Linked DNA regions of Oryzias latipes: region 1 is linked to region 2. Evidence: chromatin contacts called from public Hi-C data. All regions are on one chromosome and are shown on one strand. Each heading gives the region's core, a stretch centred on a gene start, on an enhancer-like site or on the middle of the called end of the contact. The rest is flanking DNA. Distances are from core to core; before and after follow the strand shown. Region 1 holds the start of nrn1 (neuritin). Region 2 overlaps lyrm4 (LYR motif-containing protein 4).

Region 1 (5,191 bases), core at 416-2,915, 200 kb before region 2:
ATCATCAGGGAAAAGCTGCGTGAAAAATGCAGCAGATTCTTTGTTCCACGTTCAGCTGACGTCAGCGTGAGAGTGCGCACGAGCTCCTCTCTGATCCCAAAAACACGCAGGCACGCGGGCTGCAGCCGAAGCCTCAGTCTGCAACAACAGAGGAGGAGGAATGGAGTTTAGAAGAAGTTAAGTTAACGCAAATGACAAACAAACAGCGAGGAGGAGAAAATCAACAAAACAACTGAATGCAATAGAAACTAGAATGAAATGAACCAAAAGTCTGCAGGACTCGATTAACAGCAACAGTTTTTAGCTTCTTCGTTTGGGCAAAATAGAAAATAATCGCCAGGTAACCGGAAGTTGGCATCTTTTTTTCTTCAAAATAATCGTTTTTTTCTTTCCTATTTATTCTTATTTTTTTTAAATATAAAATTTTTTTTTGGTTAAACATATTTCCCACAGCAGCAGCTTGAAGTTTTTATGATGACATCATAGCAGCTCTCATCCTCACACACGCTCATAACGTTTTCATAGAGTTGTTTGATTTAATTTTTAAGTCTGAAGATAATTTATTAATGCATTTTATTAATATTCTATTTGGATAGCACTTCTTATTTTTCAAAAGCAACATTTATTGTCTAGCAGTTACAAATTCAAAAAGGTCAAACAGGAACAAACCTTTTTCTCCAACACAGTTTTGAATGTAATTGTTCAATAGTGAAAATAATAGCTTAAAGTCTGCAACATTTGTCTTTCTTAGAGCCCTTTAAATCATCCATCTGCGTTTATGATAAACACACTGCAGGCTGAAACCACAGCAGAACCTCACACTGCAATACCAACAGCTGCCAGGAGAAGCAGGTTGGAAAGCTTTAACCAGAAAGACTTTCACGGTCATTTTTAGGGGTTTTAATCATTTTTGTCATTTAAAAAACAGACTACTGTAGATAATATAAACATGAATCCCAATGTTTTAATCTGATCTATCTCTTACCCAAATATGGTCATTTTCAGTCCCAGAAAATCTCTCTGTAGGCCTTTATTCTCCATTTTTAATGTAAACTCTTTTCAAAACCATTAACACTAAGCATCTTTATTTCGTGAAATTGTTTAAAAACATATTAATTGTGTTTGCAATAAAAAAATTAAAAAGAGACACAGGAAAATGGTCATGAGCCATTCACACAAATTCTGACCAAAAATAAATGCTCCTCTAATCTGTATATTTATGGTTAAAAACATCAAATCAGCAAAAAATGGCGTGAGGGTTGGAATGACTTTTTTCTTGAATCCTGAAAAAAATGATAATCTTGAATTTTCTTGGTACATTTTAAAAATAACAATAGCAATAGCAAAAAAAATAAAATAAAATAAATATATATATATATATATATATATATATATATATATATATATATATATATATATATATATATATATATATATATATATATATATATACTGCAGAAAAGTATCCAAATTCATATTTTAAACTATAGAGTCACAGAATAATATACATCAGTATAGTTGATTTTACAAAATAAATAAGATTCTTTTTCATCTTTTTGACATTTTTAAATCTGAAGATCAAATTTGAAAATATTGATGACGGATGGTGGGAGGGGCCTTCTCCCTCTCCCTTTCTCTCTCTTTCCCTCACTCCTTTTTCCGTCCGCGCGCCAAAGAGGCTCTGAGAGCTCAGCGCGCGCGGCGGTCAGCAAGAGGAACGGCGCGAAGAAACAAACCAAAGGAGTGAAGGAGGAAGAGGAGAAGCCGGAGGCACGCGGACAACTGTCTCGTGTTGGATGTAGCAGTTTGCGCGTGCGTGTGCGCGCGGCACGCGCTTTGCGGCTGTCCAACTCTGTGGGTCCGTGCGCGCGTGAGCGGAGGATGGGAGGAAGCTGCTCCTTCAGATGCCTCGCGCTCTTCTTGGCTTTTCACATAGGTAAGTCACGGATTCGGGCGCGTGCACAGCAGGATACATTTTTATTCCAAATTTGAGCATAGATCTTTTTTTTAAATCAAATATTCGTTATCTTTCGTTGCATTTAGTATTTTTTCGTTTATTGCTCGGCGGCCGGAAGTATTTTAAACTATTTATATATGTTTTTAATTTACGGGAATATTTTTAGTAGTTTGGGGTTTAAAGCAGCAGCAGCTTGTAAGAACAGAACTCCGCTTCATACTGAGGGTGCGCGTGTGTGCGCGTTAACGAGGGGAATACCCCCACCCCCTCATTGTCCCAAACAGGAAAAAAACTGCAGATTCAAATGATTCTACATTAAAACTGTGAGTTTTAAAGTTTAAAAATAATATAAACCAGAATCAGAACAATGTCTCTGATTTTTTAGCAAAGAAAATAATCAATCAGATTTGTGTTTTAATAATAAAGGCCGCAGAGTTCATTTAAATTAAATCTCGTGCTTGTAAGCGCGCGCGGAGCTTTCGCCGCAGTGCGCGCGGCGCAGTAGCAGAATGCCGCACGCGCCGCCTCGTATTGAAAACGAAACGAAAATCTTCCAAAAGAACAAAATTCTACATCACACCTTTCTTTTGTTTTCCAGACAATTGGCGATTGAGGGACGGGTGCAATATTATCGCGCGTGCAGGACATGGTATCTTTCTTTCTTTCATTAGACCTTCTTTTACTAAAATGTGTACGCGCGCTTAAGCTGCGTGCGCCGTTGTGTCGAAGTCCCATGCTGCATTCATCAGGAAAATTCTCCCGGGATGCGGCTAATTGCTGGAGCCTGCTCTTCCTTCATTTGTTCTTTTCTGCGGCTTCGTTGCATAACGAGGCTTTGTGCGCGTGCCTGTGCGCGCGTGAGGGCCTCTGCTTTGGTTTTTTATTTCTTTGAAAGTGTAAAGAAAAGGTCACGGAGGCGCCGGCGCTGTGGCTTTCGGCTCGCGCACGCTTCAAACGCCTGTGCACGCGTCTCACCTGATTCGTTTTTTCTGTGCAGATGAAAGTTTGCATTTCCCGCACGTTGATTGGCTGCGTGTTCGCACGCAGCCGCTTTACCTTCCGAACAAAATAAATGAAATAAATAAATGTGCCTTTAGGTTCGCGGGCGCGTGTAGATTTTTCATGCAGGGGATAGGGCCTCGCGCGTGGCAGGTGGGTGTGCCCGCGCGGAGTCCCGCACACGGATTTGGCATCCTCTCTACACGCATCATCATGCGCGTGCGCGTGGGTGAATGAGTGCACGAAAAAACCCCAAAGAAAAAGTGAATGAAAAGAGGAAAAACGAAGAAAATGACAGACAGTAGCTTCAAAAAATAAGCACAGTTAAAAAATTCACCTGCAGTGGAATAAAATGTAAAAATGAGAACATTTACAAAAACGAAGCTTCAAGTAATACAAATAAAACAACAACATACGTTTTATTGTGCAAAGATAAATGTATATTTAAATAGAAGAAGTGGAAATGCTTCAGAAAATAGTGTTTTTGTTTCCTGCTTTTATTTAAAGCATTTAAAGCATTCAGATATGAAGGGAGGGATTTTTCACGCGGCGCGCGTGCGGCCGGTTTGTAAAGTGATGTAATGCCTTCATTGTACAGTGAAGGAGGAGGAAGAGGAGGAGGAGCCTCACTCCTTCAGCCATTCAGTCCAAACGAGCTCATGAAAACAAAAACAAATTCTACATTTGTAAATAGATTTTCTGACAATTTAAAGATACTTCTTTTAAAAATATTCAATTAAAAAAATTCAACTTTTTTATAATTTCATGTTTTTTATTCTTCTTTTTATTATAAAATCAGATTCAGTCGGAAATCTTTTTTTAATGAAACACATGGATTTCCGCCACTGAATTTCTGCTGCTTTTTATTGGACAATTTTAGTTAAGAATAAATGAAGCTTTGATGATTTTTTCTTATATTTGGACGGACAAACTTCTGCTTGAAGGTTTGGATTTTCTTTCATTTTATAAGATCTGATTTTATCAGATCATGAGGCCACAAATTAAAAAAACGGAACCTCTTACTGATCCAAATGAAAATCCGATTAAATATAAGAAAAGCCATTTTAAGAGGTGTGATGAACAGGAAAATCAAAATGTCTTGCAGTAGTTGTTGTGTGACCATCAGATGTGAAAAATCCCAGATGTTCTGTTTATTTTATTTGTTATTTGGTTACAGTTATGATGCTTTTAATCTCAGAGCTTTTATTTTGTTTTTAAACACAGAGCAACAATTTTATTTCTTTTTAAAAAGTCTTTTGACAGAAGTCCTCACCCTAATGTCTGATGTAAATCCAGATTTTAGCAGAACAGTAAAAATCTGCTCTACATTTTTATTTCGTAATATTCTTTTATGTTATGTGTGGAAAGAATATGGAAATGGCTGCATAATCAGGGGTTTTTAGTCCACTCTGCTGTCAAACCTGGCAACCGTAATTTCTCACATCCTGTTTTATACTCATCCATCAAAAGTGAAGGTTTTATTTTTAATAACTGTATTGTTCAGTAATTGTCCCCAAATTTAAACAGTTTTATTATTTTTCAGAAAAAAGACTGACATTTTAAAACTAAAATTCTTTTTCCAGGTGCAGTTTTTCCGCAGGTTTGTTTAATATGGCGGAATGAAAGCACAGCGCCACCTGCTGACCCCCAGGCAGATCCAGCCAAGAATTCTGTCTAGTTTTTGCAAACAGTTTATTAAGATTGTTTGTTCATTTAGCACAAAAGCTGCAATTAATGCAAACTTTTTTCAGGGCTTTTACTTTGAAGTGGTTAGACAAAAATCCTGAAATGTGAAGAAAACTGATTGCAGCTTTCTTTCTATAAATAGAGGAATATCTGGATATGCAGAAATGCTACAGTATTCTTTAGGACCCGCCCCCAACCTGTCCTACACGTCACGGCCGGTTAGTCTGAGCGAGGAAACCGGACAGCGGCCATGTTGTTATCCAAACCAATCAATCACACCCATCTTTCATCTAATGAACCACGAACGTGTTCTGAGCAGAGGTCACTGGGGGGGGGGGGGTCCTGTTAAAGAGCGCGTGCGACAGGGTGGGAGGGTGGATTTGTTTCTGCGGATGAGGGGGGAGAGCCGTGTTCATGGTACCAGGCTGGTCTTGACCCCAAAGCTGGTTCTGGTACCAGTGTTAAGCCTGCTTTTCTGAGCTGGACGCCTGAAAAGAAATCCTTCTCCAAGATGAACCGAACTTCTAAAGAGAAAAACGGCTTCATGAA
Region 2 (4,968 bases), core at 661-3,160:
ACAGCATCCAATAAAGTTCTCTTGGGGGGCTCTCACTGGAGTGCACGTCACATGCACTAAGCTTGATAGGAGCCAAACCATATGTGTGCTGTCACTGTTCACTTCTAACGAAGATCAAAGTTCTGTTGAGTTAAATCAGCTGTGAAAAGGACTAGAGCAGGGCTGTAAAAAAAAAAAATGCTGTTTTCCATATGTCAAATGTCACCTTAAGGTAGGGGGGGCTTGAATGAGCTCAGGAGGACATCCTGTCAAGGTCAACTGTCCTTCAAGGGTCTCCTAAGGCAAACTGGTCCTGGTACAGACAAACGGAGATTCACAAGAACCTTATGGAGGTAACATCAGGTCCTGGCCTTCCCTGAGCTGGGGTCACCATGGCTCCACCCGGAGGCCGGGCCTTAGGGGGGGGCTGGTCAGCAACACCTGGTGACCACATGACCTGTAGGGTTCATGGGTTTGCCTTCCTGCAGGCTCACTCCCCGCACGAGGAGCCAAATTCTCGGAGACCAAATCTGGCTTTTGAGATGTGGAATCTCCTCCTTCTGGTCAAGAAGCAACATTAACTTGTCGAAGAGGTTGGGAGAGGGTCTATTTGTGCTTCAGGGGGATGTTTAGGTGGTTCCTGTAAGTCCACATGATACTTGAAGGAAGTGGCGTTCCAAAAACAGTTGCTTTGAATCTTCAGTCCTGGACATCAGTGACATGAATGATGTTAAAAATCAAAATGAAGCTTTTTTTCCTCTGAAATGAACCAAATCTCACCATCAGCTCTGAGACCAGAGGTCCCCTTCATCATTCTGCCTCTACTGAACTCCTCCTGAGGGGTCACGTGCCCCTTCCTCTTGCTGCACATGAACAGCTGAAGGCCTCATGGCCCCCGAAGGCCTCGTTGAGCCCCAGAGTGACGGCTTTGTACTTGTCTGTGTCTTCTCGTCTTTTGGGTTCTTTTCGTTTGTGTCTGCTTTTCCCTCATTTTCTTTTTCTTTCTTTTCAAGTTGTATTTTTTTTAACTCCCCAGCTCTGTGGGGGCTCTTCTTATGCTGTTTTTTTTATCCATGTCAGCCAGCTGGAAGTCCATTGAGCAGCATCAGGTCTGGACCAGAAAGTCCACAGAGGGCAGGAGGCCTCTTTCCAATCTGCCAAACTGTATCTAAACTTCCCCTCTGTCAGGATCTGATTGTTGCCTAAAGACCTTTTTTTCTGGACCCTTACCAGAAATTCTGTGACCTTTCTTTGACATTTCAACCTTTTCTCCCACACGGGGTCCGACTGGTTGACAGGAAACAACGTCTTCCACTGCAGCATTTCCAGCACAGACGTAGATCCAATGGTGTCAGCAAGGATCAGTGCACCGCCTGCTATCCAGACATGATTGAGCATCTTAAAGCTGCCTGTAGGCACGGCCAGCCCTGATGCCCACCTTACCCTCCTGTCGGCTCACTCCACTTTGATCCATTCTGAGAAGGACCTGCTGCAGAATCCATGGAGAATTCTTTCCTTCAGGAGAATTCATGGATCCATGTCTGGATTTTATTCAGATAAATCTGTAAGGTTACCATAAAGAGGAGGGGGGGGCGTCAATGGTCGTCAGGTGGGGCACAAAACCTGTAAAAGTGTCTGTGGCTCTGCATCTCAGACTCTGAGCCCCAGCAGAAACATGGCAGGATTTAATGCTGCACACTCAAAGCAGCTTTCCTCTCATTATTCATGAGGCACAAAGTGGCAGCAGCTAAAAAGGGGGGGGGGGGGGTCGGCAAACTGAGGGGGGCAGACACGATGAGACGGAGCGAGGCCATCCCTTTGTTAGGAGCCACAGCCGCAACAATTTACATGAGAGCCAGGCCTCCTGGCTGCTGATTGGTTCAGAGAGTCGCTCGCCTTGCCGCACCTCCAGCCCCTCCCTGCCTCCCTCGCCTCACCGCAGCCAATCAGGAGGTCACACACACGCAGGGGGGGGCTCCTCCAGAAGGAGCTCCTCGATGAGTGAGAGTGTGTGAATGTTTTGACGGCAGAATAAGTGATGAGCTGTGGGCCAGCGGGTGTGTGGAGGGACTGCGCCCCCTGCTGGAGCTGCAGTGAAACCACCACACACGCTGCAAGTCTGTACAGCAGATGAGCAGAGCGACCGCCGATGCTCTGATCACACCTCTGCTCTCTTCAGCAAGCCTCTGCAGAAGCCACAAGACTGTTTCCAGTTTCACTAGTGTGTTTCACCCATACATACACATCCCAGTTTAACCCAACAACATCTAAATAACACACACTCTTAGACACAACGGACCGTTTACCCCAGTGGTTTCCAAGCTTTTCCAGGTCACAGACCAGTTTAATGCATGTACCAGACTAAAGTGAGCGTGAAGTGAACTTTCCAAATATGTTTGTTTTTTGTCAACTTTGCCAGCTTGGAGGTTTCAGTTTAGCGGTTGCTGCAGCCGCTTTAAGAATGTAATGGATGGATTTTCCACACGTGACCGAGCGACTTGACATGCGTCAAAAACGAGTCAGACGCGGTGGAGAGAATCCAGCAATTTTTCAAAATAAAACTTCCTTTATAGACAGGTTACATTTAAAATAAATTTAATTCATGTTTTTTTTCCTCTCTGCGACCCGGTACCAGTTGTCCTTCGGTTCGGATCGGAACCACTGGTTTACCCGATCAATGGGAATCGGCTGATTCTGTCGTGGAGAATCATCTAAGAATCAGCTTTTAAAAGCAGTAAACAGACGGTTTGTGAAGCTGTCTTCGTATGAAGGTAAAAATGCTCTAAAAAGAACGCACTTGTAGATTTGATTTGAGAACTTGTAATCTAGAATGTGAGACTTGTGCATCAGATTTTTACACACAGATGCAGATTGCATCTGTGTGTAAAAAATCTTCTGCTGTGAACTGACAAATTTCCATTTGCATGAGTTCATTTAGTTACAACTTCAAATCTGTGATTACAACTGCTCAAATGTGCTTCTGCGTGTGCTCGACTCTGCTGGCGTAAATCATAAGTGCGCTACAACTACTCTCTGAATTCTGACATTCCTTGCGAGAAACTTGTGTCAAAATTGATCTGTGTCCGAAAATGGAACGGGGGGGTTAGAGGAGGCGGAGTCGACCGATCAGAGTGCAGGATTCAGAGGACTTGGGGAAAGTTAGAAAGGTCTTCACAGATTCGGACTTCCTGCTTCAATAACTCTTCTGATAAACGTTCAAATGTGACAGCAAGTATCTCAGTCATTTTGTATTAACACAGAGAGTGAACTACAAATGCATTTCTAAAGAAAAAAGTCAGTTTTTTCCTGCATTTTAATGAGAAATGATCTCTTCGTGCTTAAATGCAGACTTGTAGCGAGACGGCTGCGGACGGACCGTCAACAGGAAGATCATCTTTGTTGTAGCAGGACAACAGGGCCAGTGGTATTGAGTAGCTTTATTATAAAATCATATGTATTAACATTTGAAAACAATATATTAGATTAGATCAACGCGTTCCCCGCGGCTGTGGCGGACCACATTTCTCGCAATGAATGTGTCCGAATTCAGAGCACAGTTGTAGCGCACTTGTGATTTGAGCTAGCAGAGTCGAGCACACACAGAAGCACATTTGAGCAGTTGTAATCACAGATTTGAAGTTGTAACTCTAAATGAACTCATGCAAATGGAAATTTGTCAGTTCACAGCAGAAGATTTTTACACACAGATGCAGATTTTTGATGCACAAGTTTTCACATTCTACATTACAAGTTCTCAAATCAAATCTACAAGCGCGTTCTTTTTGGAGCATTTTTACCTTCATATCTTCGTCCCTCTGAAGTCCACTGTCTCCTCCTCTGTCTTGGAGATGTTGAGGACCAGGTTCTACTGTTCACACCACCCTCCCAGCTTCTGGACTCCTCTGTCTTGACGTCACCAAACATGGCATCACAGATCCACATGGTGTAGAGCAAGGGAGTCAGTGCACAGCCCTGTGCAGAGCTGAGGCCTGGTTGGACAGAAAAGCACCCTGACAGAAAAGCAGCTTTTCTGTCAGGGTGTTGAAGGCAGAGCTAAGGTCAACAGGGGGGGTAGCGTGCCTGCGGTTCTGGGTGGGGATCGTGATGTGGAACCCTGTGGAGATGGCGTTCCCTCTCAGTCTGTTAGCTATAGAAGGGGGAAGTGCAGTGGATGGAATGTGGGTGAGAAGCAGGACGTGACGTGACATCGGACCTCAGGTGTCAGACCAACCAGTCGTTCAGATTGCTGATGCTAGTGTTTTTTGGCAGTGGCACAGTTGAGATTTACCTCTGTCTGAGACGATAAAGAACTGGAACAGTGAATCATTAAATGGGGTGGTGGGCTGTGGTCCAGAGGTAGAGGGGTCAACCTCCGATGGTAAACGCCATTTAGAAATTTTAAATATCCTGGTAAAGACCTCAGCTGGCTGGTCTGCACTTTCTCCGAGGACCCACCCAGTCACTACAGGGGAAACCATGAGGCTGAATTGGCCGTGCTGCAGCCTGTTGACCTTAGCTCTGCCTGTGAGTCGTTGGGGGGGTCCCTTTGCTTCTGTTGGAAGAAGGGGAGAGTGGACTGTTTGGTGCCGAGGTGGTAACAGCTGCAGCTGGGAGGAGACGCCTGAGCTGGAAAGGTGTGAAGAGGGGGCCGAGTGGGTGGAGACTGGGGGCTGGGCAGAATCAAATCTGTTAAAGAACAGGTTCAGTTCATTTGCCCAGGCTTGGTCACCTGTGACCTGGCGACCATTTCCAGCCTCAGCATGTCCTGAGATGTGTTTTAGACCCCTCCACACATCACGGATGTTGTTCTGTTCCAGGCGCTGCTCCAGCTTCTTCCTGTAGCGTCTTTGCACTTCCTGATGTTGTATTTCAGGTCCCTCTGTACTCTGCGTAGCTCCTCCTTGTCCCCAGAGAGAAAAGCCCTCTTCTTCTCATTTAGGAGGGTCTTCAGCTCAGGAGTGACCCAGGGCTTGTTGATGGAAAAAAACT

The links. A called contact is a pair of places that touch in the nucleus more often than the background predicts.
Region 1: a Hi-C map of embryo shows a contact between it and region 2, with 2.2 times the contacts expected there. The contact joins the promoter of nrn1 here to the enhancer-like site in region 2. A contact is called at or near these places in 3 of 5 Hi-C or Micro-C datasets (embryo and gastrula embryo).

Annotation. Positions count from the first base shown.
Region 1 is chr20:4,003,305-4,008,495 of ASM223467v1, reverse strand. nrn1 (neuritin) reads left to right here and starts at 1,665. Exons shown (of 3, transcript XM_011488681.3): 1 at 1,665-1,936. The coding sequence starts at 1,882.
Region 2 is chr20:3,803,068-3,808,035 of ASM223467v1, reverse strand. All of the region lies in intron 2 of lyrm4 (LYR motif-containing protein 4), which reads left to right. Among protein-coding and RNA genes, the nearest start is that of ppp1r3g, 18 kb to the right of the region's middle. Within about 2 kb of position 1,910, at least 2 of the 8 cell types and tissues checked have an H3K27ac peak or open chromatin away from gene starts, as enhancers often do. A contact at or near this core is called in embryo, where this site is marked.